4 separate regions of the Mus musculus genome follow, and regions 2, 3 and 4 are each linked to region 1. A link is a contact called in public ChIA-PET and HiChIP or PLAC-seq data. All regions are on one chromosome and are shown on one strand. Each heading gives the region's core, a stretch centred on a gene start, on an enhancer-like site or on the middle of the called end of the contact. The rest is flanking DNA. Distances are from core to core; before and after follow the strand shown.

What was found. ChIA-PET counts read pairs in DNA pulled down with a chosen protein or histone mark. HiChIP or PLAC-seq counts read pairs in DNA pulled down with a chosen protein or histone mark.
Region 2: an RNA polymerase II ChIA-PET map of memory CD8 T cells shows a contact between it and region 1, with 210 read pairs. The contact joins the enhancer-like site here to the promoter of Snhg5 in region 1. A contact is called at or near these places in 3 of 39 promoter capture datasets (the HPC-7 cell line, embryonic stem cells and neutrophils), 1 of 15 datasets of contacts at CTCF or cohesin (the NIH/3T3 cell line), 2 of 484 Hi-C or Micro-C datasets (the G1E-ER4 cell line and embryonic stem cells) and 4 of 115 datasets of contacts at active chromatin or transcription factors (the 230-238 cell line, the SCID.adh cell line, embryonic stem cells and 1 more).
Region 3: an H3K4me3 HiChIP or PLAC-seq map of the 230-238 cell line shows a contact between it and region 1, with 19 read pairs. The contact joins the enhancer-like site here to the promoter of Snhg5 in region 1. A contact is called at or near these places in 2 of 115 datasets of contacts at active chromatin or transcription factors (the 230-238 cell line and the SCID.adh cell line) and 2 of 9 other capture datasets (adipose tissue and pancreatic islet).
Region 4: an RNA polymerase II ChIA-PET map of memory CD8 T cells shows a contact between it and region 1, with 12 read pairs. The contact joins the enhancer-like site here to the promoter of Snhg5 in region 1. A contact is called at or near these places in 2 of 115 datasets of contacts at active chromatin or transcription factors (effector CD8 T cells and memory CD8 T cells) and 2 of 9 other capture datasets (adipose tissue and liver).

Annotation. Positions count from the first base shown.
Region 1 is chr9:88,521,586-88,524,285 of GRCm38.p6, forward strand. It overlaps Snhg5 (small nucleolar RNA host gene 5), which reads right to left and starts at 1,312. Exons shown (of 5, transcript NR_040721.1): 1 at 899-1,312; 2 at 722-796; 3 at 333-390; 4 at 65-131. LOC115487267 (a small nucleolar RNA gene) reads right to left here and starts at 283; the gene lies at 212-283. LOC115487269 (a small nucleolar RNA gene) reads right to left here and starts at 15; the gene lies at 1-15.
Region 2 is chr9:88,378,989-88,381,688 of GRCm38.p6, forward strand. Snx14 (sorting nexin 14) reads right to left here. Exons shown (of 29, transcript NM_001359958.2): 26 at 2,494-2,589; 27 at 1,182-1,273; 28 at 522-578. Among named protein-coding and RNA genes, the nearest start is that of Nt5e, 53 kb to the left of the region's middle. Within about 2 kb of position 1,288, at least 95 of the 459 cell types and tissues checked have an H3K27ac peak or open chromatin away from gene starts, as enhancers often do. A contact at or near this core is called in the 230-238 cell line, the G1E-ER4 cell line, the HPC-7 cell line and 2 more, where this site is marked.
Region 3 is chr9:88,351,606-88,354,305 of GRCm38.p6, forward strand. It overlaps Nt5e (5' nucleotidase, ecto), which reads left to right. Exons shown (of 9, transcript NM_011851.4): 2 at 658-880. Among named protein-coding and RNA genes, the nearest start is that of Nt5e, 25 kb to the left of the region's middle. Within about 2 kb of position 1,311, at least 19 of the 459 cell types and tissues checked have an H3K27ac peak or open chromatin away from gene starts, as enhancers often do. A contact at or near this core is called in the 230-238 cell line, where this site is marked.
Region 4 is chr9:88,708,632-88,711,331 of GRCm38.p6, forward strand. The region is part of intron 2 of Mthfsl (5, 10-methenyltetrahydrofolate synthetase-like); the gene reads right to left. Among named protein-coding and RNA genes, the nearest start is that of Mthfsl, 9.8 kb to the right of the region's middle. Within about 2 kb of position 1,405, at least 46 of the 459 cell types and tissues checked have an H3K27ac peak or open chromatin away from gene starts, as enhancers often do. A contact at or near this core is called in adipose tissue, effector CD8 T cells, liver and 1 more, where this site is marked.

The DNA.
Region 1 (2,700 bases), core at 62-2,561:
GGATCATCATAGACTAGACCAACGACAGTAAGCTCAGCAGAAAACAAAACAGAGCACCACTCACATGCACTCCTGCTGCAGGATCTTCACAGGCGGACTGGCATCTCTCGCAAGTTCTTGTGTCACTGGCCCTAAAATATAAAAACAAAAACACAGGCATTACGTCATTGCCAACATTAAAGAAGAACACAATAGTCCTTTGCAATGGTCCATCTCAGAAGCCAGATCCGTAATTATGGTTTTTCAACAGGAATTCAGGTTCGGGATAGGATCATCATAGACTAGACCAACGACAGTAAGCTCAGCAGAAAACAAAACAGAGCACCACTCACATGCACTTCTGCTGTAGGATCTTCACACGCAGGCTGGCATCTCACTGGTCAGCATTCACTACAGAAAGAGGTACCATGACATGCTATGAGTAAGAACTGCATTAACAAGACTACCACTTAAACACAATGGTCTTCTCTCAGAAGCTGCATTTATCTTCAGGTCATCATCTTCGGGATGTATTTCATCACTGTTCTGACCCGGTATGTCTCACAACTGTTTGTACAATCAATTTGTACACCATGCATTCACAACAGTCACTCCAAATTGCAAAGGCCAGAGTAGTTTGGCCAGGACTACTTCACAATACATTTCCAGGAACCCGGATTCTTACTTCACAACGGTATGTTTGCATGCTTACAAGGGAAAAAATCTAGGCTTCAATACACACCCTTTAAAACGGTCATGTTTTAAGCATGTTTCTTTCATTTATCAATTCTCTCAGATGCTTTGGGCTCCCCTCCATCTAATATAATGAAAAATCAAAAAACAAAATTTAAGCATCACACATCACTTCCTATTGCACTATAACAATATTCTTAAAATATAGAAGCTGCATCGCCTTTACCTTGGTTTCTTCTTGTAGCTGCTTTGAAGACGCGAAGAACAATGGCGCCATTGTCCTTGTGAACGTGCATATAATAGGATGTCTCTTTCGGTGACTCTAGTACCTTCGGAACAGCACAAAAGGCTGCAAACCCTGCTGTAAAAACCTACCCACGCGGGGACTCAGGAACTAGAACGCATGCGGCCTTCAGTCAGGCCGCTTAGTACGAATCTCACTGGGGCCCAGACTCCAATCCCGAAATATCATTAGCTGCTGCGCACTTCTCCGAGGAAGTTTACACCAGTACCCTAAGTTCAAGTCTCAGAAGCCTCCAAATCCTCGTTGCACCCCTATATTTCACTTGGTCATCCGACTGTAACTCACTCACCGACAAGACAAAGAATATCTTAGGCTCCGTCGTAAAAGAACGAGCCCGGTTCACCGCAGCTCCTTTTATAGTCTCCTTTGTGCGAGATCGAGGCTGCCCCTCCCTCTGTCACTGATTGGACGCGAGAGTACGTGGGGGCGTGGCTTTTCATGAAGCAACGCGTGGGAGCGCGCGCCTTGGACCTCTTTTTTTTTTTACAGGCCATTCCGGGGCGTGGTGCGCGCCGCCCGCCCGCCGCCGCGTGCATCTCCGTTGCTGCGCGCGCTCCCGCTGGCTCGCCGCCACCGGTCTCTTCCGAGTCTGGCGGGGTGGCTCAGCTCGACGTGGCGTGGGAGTGGCGCCAGAATTCAAACGAACTGCCGCAGTTGGAGGCGAGGTCACCGCCTGCTTCGAGCCTAGTCGACACGGACGGTCGGCGGCAGGGAGTGGCCTTGACTTCGCCGCGCAGGCAGCTTTGAGCGCCGCTGGTGGAGAAGCTTGGTTGCTACGGTGGCCAGCGCTGCGCTTGTGTATTCAGCGGGGCAGCCGAAGGGACCTGGGAGGACAGAATTACGCGGGTGAAAACCGAAAAGCTCTCCGTTTATCCTTCCTGCATTCTGGGGGTGCCGCTGGTCTGCAGACAGCCATGCTGTCCAGTGCAGGCTTATCCAACGCCTGCTTGGGCGCTCAACCAGGTCCAACACCAGATTCCCCCGCCCCCCCAAGTCTCCCACTCCGGGAAACAGACACTAGTGACAGTTATACTGTCAGAATGCTGAGAAGTTAAACATTCCGTTTCACAGAGGAGAAAGCAAGTCAAAAGCCGCCAGTTGGCCTAAGGTCACATAGCTATCCTTTGCTATTTTTTAAGTTTCTCCCTTCTAAATTATCTGCAGAAAAAAACTTAAGACTTCAAAGGTCAAATATATAATTCAAAGTAATTTAAATGTATGGATACACACATTTGGATATTTTAGCACTTGGAAGCTCGGGTCTTTATTTTGTAGCATTTTTTACTAATTATGTGTGCATTTGCTGTCAGTTTACATTAACAGTTATCCTCTGATCACCATACTTATAGACTGTGGCATGCATGCCCTCACACACATCATGCACACATGTGATAGTAATGGTAATAAGTGAATAAAAGCCGTTTGGGTAAGAACATCACATAAGGTTTGCCATAGAAAGAAGGTAGGGAATAGAATCACATGGTAAAAGCTTGTCACAGCATCTGGTTAAGGACTGTGCCTCTGGGCTACATTTCAAGCCTGTGGTCTTAATTTGGTTCTTTTTAAATCTATGTGCCCAGGTACACACATGCATGCAGAGGCTGAAGGGCAGCCTTAGGTGTTATCCTCGCAAGCACCATTTATTCCCTTTTGAGATAGGGCCTCTTACTGATCTGGAGCTCAGGAATCAGGCTAGACTGGCTGAGCACAAGTCTAGGAGATCC
Region 2 (2,700 bases), core at 38-2,537, 140 kb before region 1:
GTACACGGTATACGTGCATGAAATGTTCGAAGAACAAAATTTTAAATTGTATTTAGAAAGAAGAAAAGTTCAACATCCTCAATATTAAATATAGTAAGAACACCATGCTCTAACTCCAAATCATTTTGTGTTCTTGGACTCACAGATCCATGTTGAAAAAACATTCGTCTCTGATTTATATAGCAGAAAATGTTGCAGATGATAATCTGAACAGCTAGGCCCATTCTGATGATAAGATTAGTCACATATTCAGCTGAAAGCACAGTAAAGGGCCCTTATCTGCTTGTATGGTAAGGAGGAACTAAGAACTTGAAGGCAGAGACTGGCCAGGGTCTGTTACCTCAAATCTAGTCTACGTCTGGACAGTCGTGTTAGATGAGGACACTACAAAAGGCCACTTGTGTCAAGCTGTTCAGCTTTCAAATGGTTGCAGTCACAATGGCTTACTACCATTTTCATCTCTGGTTAAATGTCCATATACTTTCCAAAGGAGAATGAAGAAATTCCTGCTTCCCAGTTACCTTATTTAGCTCTGGAAACAGCTCCTGTATCACAATGTCCAGCAACACATAGGTCAGCTGCAGCACAAAGACATGTAACAAAATGTAAGGAACTAGACAGAAAAGTTACAGGCACGGGAGCCAGGACCACGGTAAATCTCTACGCAAGTCAGCGGGAAACGTAACGGCAATGCAAAACACGCAAAAAGGTGTCTCTAACACCACCGACAATGCTCCATCCTTACATGCATAGTAGAGACCTTTGTGAATAAAATAACTGGCATTACTATGCTTCACCCATTCTATGTAAATTGTTTTGAACAAATTTTAAATAAACAAGTATGAAACTGATATTATATTAACATTTCAACAAAATATATAGCGACTATATATATAAAAATGTTAACTGGTATTCTTTGACTTAAATTAGCAAAATGTTTATACTATGTCAGAAATTTTCTAAACATCTAAAATTTTCTGGTAGAAGATATATTAACTTTAAGCAACCATGCATATCACAAAGAAGTAAGAGAACCAGCAGAAACAGTACATACAGATTTTCCCATCTGAACGTTTAGATTATTTTAATGATGGGCTAGATGTCGTGTAGTGACTCACACAGGTAATAAACCAGACATCCCGCTGCTCAGCAGCCACACCAACGCCCACCACCTCCCTTACCTGCTTGTTGAGCACTGGCTGCTGCAGGCCATCAAACAGGAGTCTGATGCTTTCGTACTTGGTTTCTTCACCGATACACTTGACTATCAGATCTAAACAGGAAAGCCACATATGAAACAGCTCACAGTGACTCACCACCAACCGCCTCTTAAAAGCCACATGCCTCCTCTGTTCACAGACACCACATAAAAGCTCCAAGTCAGTATTTCTCAAACCAGTTTCTACAAGAACCTCCTAGAAACAAGTCTCATGGTCGGGTCAAAAAAAAAAAAAAAAAAAGTAGTAGTTATTATTAATCCCCCTTTCAGAAGTTCACAATGCACAGGATATACTATAGTATATAAACCAACTACCACTAAGTGATAAAAGAGACTTAGAAAACATATTTTATTATACATCAGGGTAAAACAAAACCAATTTTTAAACTATGTATTTTGAATGATGTGTTGTGTTTGTGAAGAGAGATGTGCACCTGAGTGTAAGTGCCCACAGAGGCCAGAGAGGTGGGAGTTACAGGCAACTCTAAGCCACTAACTAATGTGATGGTCTCTGCAACAACAGCATGTGCTCAACAACCGAGCTGTCCCTCAGCACCCCAAACAACAGGATTTAAACTCCCTCTTTATATAGACACATAAAACCATACAGAAAAGATGTCTATGACCAGATATGCTGGACAGCTCTAATCTCACCATTTGGGAAGCAGAAGCAGGAGGATAAATGCAAATTTGAGACCAACCTGGTCTACACAGTAAGCTCCAAGCCAGCTAGGGTCACACAGCAGACAAATCATAAAGCCCTGATTAGTGTGTGAGTAGAAAAACCCGTGTCCTAAATTTTAGGGGTGAGCCTAAAGTCTCCTACAGGTAACACCAGCACTACAAAGACTGAAGCAAAAGAACTGTTGCAAGATCAAGGCTAGTCTGTGCTACAGCTCAAGAATCTATCTCAAACAGACAGTATTAGTAGTATCAACAAACGGACAAGTTACCTTTTCTTTTCTTCTCTTTTCTTTTCTTTAATTTTCTTTTTTTTTTTTTTTTTTCGAGACAGGGTTTCTCTCTATAGTCCTGGCTGTCCTGGAACTCACTCTGTAGACCAGGCTGGCCTTGAACTCAGATATCCACCTGCCTCTGCCTCCCAAGTGCTAGGATTAAAGGCATGTGCCACCACTGCCTGGCCAAATTACGTTTTCTAATGAGTTATATTATTTCTAAAATAAAAACTAACAATAACAATTAGTTTCAATAATTATACTGCAACTTCAAAGTGGTGCCAATCTATATACAATTGAGTTATTTAAATATCATACCTGGAATGTAATTCATCATTTCTTCAAAAGTCTGTTTTGCTCCTTTTTGCTTATCTTGGAGAGAGCGAGGTTCAGTATTTTCACAAAATATAGCATCTAAAAATGAGTACAGGAAATGTATACAATTATTCTCCAATTTATACGCAAGTATATTCTAGTAATAAAAATGCTGGTTTAAAAATACCTGGAAAAAAAAAAACACAAAGG
Region 3 (2,700 bases), core at 61-2,560, 170 kb before region 1:
TTGGGCTGAAATTCTTGATTCTCAGCTGGCAGAAGGCTTCCTCCAGACGCCAAAGCAAGTGACTTCTTTCTCTTTCCACGTACCTGTAATGTTCTCATGGCTTTCTATCCTGCTCGGGGTACAGGGGTGATCAATGCCCAGTCTAACAGAGACTTCTGTCAGGCCTGATTCGCCTAGATGAATTGGAGAAGTCCTTGAGTATAGCAGTTGTGAGGACTTGAGATGTGACCCAAGGGAAGCAATGAAAGGGGGTTCTGGGGGTGTCTGCATTCTGGTCTGGGCCTGACCTGTGGGCTAACTCCCGAAAACAATGAAGATGAGCTGGGTAGGCCCTGGTAAAGGTGGTCTGTGAGCCATCTGGCTGGAGGGGGCTGGGACAGGGAGTCCCAAATGCACACATTCACAGCAGCTTCACTGGATGAGGCGCCCAGGGCAACAATGCTGTACCTACCTGTGATCTACGTGTCTCTGGGCTCAGCCCAAGGGGCCCCTTTGGAGGTAAGGAGAACACTAGAACATGTATGTGGTCAGGTGTCATAGAGGCCAGCCCATTTTGGTGCCACTGGGCTAACATGATATACTTTAAAATATGCTTTTATTGGAAAATTCCAGATACTTAATTCTTTTTTTTTCTTTTTTCTTTTCTGTTTTACTTAGGCACTGGGAAATCATGAATTTGATAACGGTGTGGAAGGACTGATTGATCCCCTCCTCAGAAACGTTAAATTTCCAATTCTGAGCGCAAACATTAAGGCACGGGGGCCTCTAGCACATCAGATATCTGGACTTTTTCTGCCATCTAAAGTTCTCTCTGTTGGCGGTGAGGTTGTGGGGATTGTTGGATATACTTCAAAGGAAACCCCTTTCCTCTCAAATCCAGGTATCTTCTACTTTCACGGTCCTTATAGCTTGGGAATAGATGTGGAAAAGCTTGGCCGGCCAAGTTTTTATGGTCTGTGGCAGATGAAGGATGGTGATTAGTAAGCCACGGTGGCAGATTCTGTGTTGTTCTCAGTTATCCTCTGAAGGGCATCGCTGTCTCTGCTCGGTGAACTTCTTTGTTGACTAAACAGTGTCTCTGTTTAATTCTGTGTGTTCAAAACTGTAAGTGAAGCCTGGCACAAGCAGCCCCCAGAGATCTCTGGTCCCCAGCAAAACAGTTTTCCTAATTGTAGTGCTCGGAGCACGTACACATGAATAACATCAATTCCTAGCACATTTAGTTTGAAATCCCCCACCCCTGCTGTGTGCGTGCATGCATTCTAAAATACATCCCATGAGAGCTATACATGTGGTGTCCAGACCTGAAGCTTTTCTCAGAACTGTTTTGTTGCTGGGCAGGATCCAAAGGAGAGGATAGCAACATTCTATCCACATCCTTCCTCCTGCCCCTCCTCACCCTTCCCCGCCCCTCTCTGCCCCTCTCCGCCCCTCCCCTGAGATGCTCTGTGCCTCACACTGTTCTAGGCGCTAGAAATGCCAATCAAGAAGTCTGTTTCTCCCTGTGCTCACATTTTCAGTGAGAGAATAAGTAAATGAGGCTGTGTCAGAAGATAGAATGAAGAGGAATGAGGCAGGAGGGGAAGGGGCTGCATAGCAGAAGGAGGGGTGCATCTTGCTATTCTAGAGAAATATCCAAAGAAGGCTGATAGAAAAGAGGGCTGTGATGGTTAGTATGAATGGTCAACCTCACAAGAGTCACCTAGGAGACAAGTCCCCAGGAATGCTTGTGAGGTGTTGTCTTAATTAAGGTGGGACAATCCACCATAAAGATGGCACCATTCCCTAGGGTTGGGTCCTGGGTTGAATAAAAGAAAAGAGTTTCCCCTCTTATGACTCTCTGCTTTCTAACCGTGGATGTCATATGACAGCTGCTTCAAGCTCCTGCCACCAGGACTTCCCCGCAAGTGATGGACTCAGCACTGAGGGCTGTCCAGGGAACCCCAAGCTTATCGGGGTTACAGACAAGAATCAGATCATCCCTGGCATTCCTGTGACAGGCAACGGTAGCACAGCATTGCCGTTTTCAGTGCAGACTTAAGCTACTTCAGCCCTGGCAAGCCAGCTGCTAACTTCCCACCTGCTCTTTTGCAGCCTCCATGGCCACAGAGCTTTCATGCTGGGATTTATCATCCATACTTTGCATCTGCGGAGTTAGCATGGAGTCAGGACTCAGTAATTCCATCAGGGAAGTGGAGCCCTGTGCACGAATGGTCGATGGCTGTGTCTCCCTTAGTCTGCTGTTTGGAGAAACTCTTTTTACACTGGGCTTTGCAGACTTCCCTCTTGAAACCTCTTTATGAGACTTTTGCATTTGGGACACTTTCATTTTAGTGCCGGTTCTTAGAAACTAACCTGAGAGCATCTAGGTCAACTGGAGGACTGCCTTGCAATAGAGTGCTGGGTGAGACTTCAGGACGCCATGTCGGTGGTCCCCTCGTGACCACTGAAGACTTGCTAAGTTTGGGCTCCAGGCTTGGAGGCCTTGTTTATGTCTCAGCATAGGATTCCCAGGGCCTATGCTACCCAGAGCCCAAGGCACTCATTATTAGCACTGGGTGAGCTCCATGAGGTTCGCGACCCTTCCTAGGGCAGGCCATGTTTAGATGAGGCCTCTATGATGCAATGCAGCAATCAGTTCTACTCCAATGGTGCCACACCCTGCCTGCAAGTAAGCAGTTGTCATCTACCATGCTAAAA
Region 4 (2,700 bases), core at 155-2,654, 190 kb after region 1:
AATTTCTTTCTGGTTTGGTTTTTAATACTTCTTAAGGAAATTAAAGCCCACTGATGCCAGGTATAGAACTGCACATCCTGGTACCCCAACTCCAAAGACTGGGGATAAAGCATCGTAAATGTAAGGACACTCTGGGCAACCTAGGAAGACTCTGTCTCAAAACAAACCAGTGTGGTGACTGATGAGGAAGCTGTTGGTATAATGCTTACCAAGCACACACAGTGCCCCAGGTTGATCTCCAGCACTAAACACATGGGGACAGTGGCATGCATTGTGGCCTCAGCATCTGAAAGGTGCAAGCAAGTTAAAAAGTTCAAAGTCATCACATTCAGTGAAGTAGCAAGTAAGGCCAGCCTGGGCTACATGAAATTCTGTCTCAAAATCAAACAAAGCCATTAATGAGTCATGGATTGAAGTTACAAAACTCTGCCCTATATAATACGATAAATGGCTTCATGCCAGAGTTTTGGTAAATGGTCCGGGCTAGCTGAGCCACTATACTCTGATAATTCTAAATTTCACCAAGTGAACTTCACTGCTTAGCCCGAAATAATGGGACAGGTAATCACAAGATACATTTCACTTTCCACTGCATCTCATAGCTCATTGCCCACTTCACTCAATAATACCACAGTGGTCTGTTGACTGTGCTCTGTTCTCGGTTTGTATACTTTCTGTGAAACGGTAGCTTTCAGGCTGTGCCTTATCTACCTCATACATACCTTTGTCTCCTTTTTGAGTATGGTAAGCTCCAGTTCCATCTCCAGCAGTGCATAAACTGGGCAAGGTGGCAGATACCACCACGTGTCTGGAGAGTAGCCACCAAAGTCATCCTCGGCTACACAGTGAGCTCTAGGCCAGCCTGGGCTACGAGACCTCAAGACAAAGGGGCTGGGGATGGCACTAGAGTGGAAAACTAGAGAACTGGATGGCCTCCCCCTCTCGTTAACTGCCTGTGTGTCCTCCAAAAAGTCACTTGACCTCTCTGGGCTACAGCTAACTCATCGGAATAAGGGAGAGACTGTATAAAGATGGTAAGAAATTGTTCTGCTTTCTGCAATTCCTACATGGAGGGAATTTTCTCTATAATCCAAAGAAGGAAGCTACTCCAAGAGCCATCAAAATAGATAAATGTGCACATATGACAATGACAACAGCCTTGATTTACTTTTAGCTAAAACAAGCCATGTCAAAACTTCAGTAAAATCAACAATGTTTCTGTTGTGTGAAGGAGATGTGGTTAAAGGTTTGCTAAAACACTTCCTGTAAGAGCAGTGCTGCTACAAATCACACTGAAAACAGCAAATCGTGCCGGATCTTTAGCAACTCTCTTCTTTGCTTAGTATAAACTAAACCAAAACCAAGTGTTCTCTCCTGAGCATGTGACAGTCATCTGTGTGGCAGTGTCCCTGAGTCACTGCTTAATATAAACTAAACCAAAACCAAGAGTTCTCCTGAGTATGCGGCAGTCATCTGCGTGGCGGTGTCCCTGAGTTTCTGCAAGTAGCTGAGACAGTATGGCCTGGTCCCCAGGACTATGGACATCCCTGGCTTCAGTCTAATAATTAACACATTTGTTCAGCATACAAAAGAGGAGATATAGCAAAAGTATTAACTTCATCTGATCTGAGGCATAACAATGATCTCAATGTACCCCAGGGCACAGAAAGAACCATGGTGCAGTAGGTCAAGATCTGCCATCTCGCAGGAGTGGCACAGTCTAAAGCGAGACAGTTGTGATCATCCAGTGGCTATTAGGATACAGAAGCACTTACTGACAGGGAATTAGAATTTCCTAGTAATATCATGCTGCAAGGAGGGAAAGGTTAAAGCCTGGTGCCAGTTGGCGAGGAACCTCTTTTCTGCTTTTCCCATGAAGGAACTGGGGATGGGGGGAGGGGGCAAGCCTGGCTTGTTGTGCTTCTAGAAACCAAGCTTTTGATCCTAAATACTCCATTAACAAAACTGCAAATTCTGCTTCTTACCAACCTTTAACACAATACCCATCACAAATACACAAGGCCTCCAAGCCAATCCTCAGCCTCCACTGCAAGTGTGGCAACATCAGCAGCCAGGCAGCATCCCATGATTCTCTTAACTCAATGACTTTCCCAAAACCAGCCCCGAGAGACTGAAAATCCCAGGACCATCATGCAGGAAGGCCCTGACCAAATCAGAGATAATGTTGACATTTTACATATGATATAAATAATAAAAAAAAATCACAGCATCTATAAAATAATCCCCATGTATTCTTTGTAAGTTTTTAATTCAGGTGTTCTTCATGTATAAAGGACTGATCATCTATTCATCTATATTAGTATTGTCTGAACTTATAATAAATTCAGATTTACTTTGAGAACTTTCCAGTTTGAATCAACATGTTGCGAAAGTTATTAGGGTCAGAGCATAGACCCTGGCAAGCAAAACAAGCCAGGCTCAGCCACTGCCCTCAAAAGGTCAATTACACAGACAACAGTACAAAACAGAGAGAGGAGATTAATCCACTGTGGCCATACTGGAAGGAGGAATCAATAAAGAGGTGCAACGAACGCCGCCCCACCCAATCCTCTGCTGGTCTGGCCATGATGTTCACTCTTTGAGTATGCCTCTATTTACTCATTTGGTTGGTTATTCTGTTAGTTACTGGGGAAGGAATCACATGTTACTAAACATGTAGGAAATCTCAAGTCAAGTTGC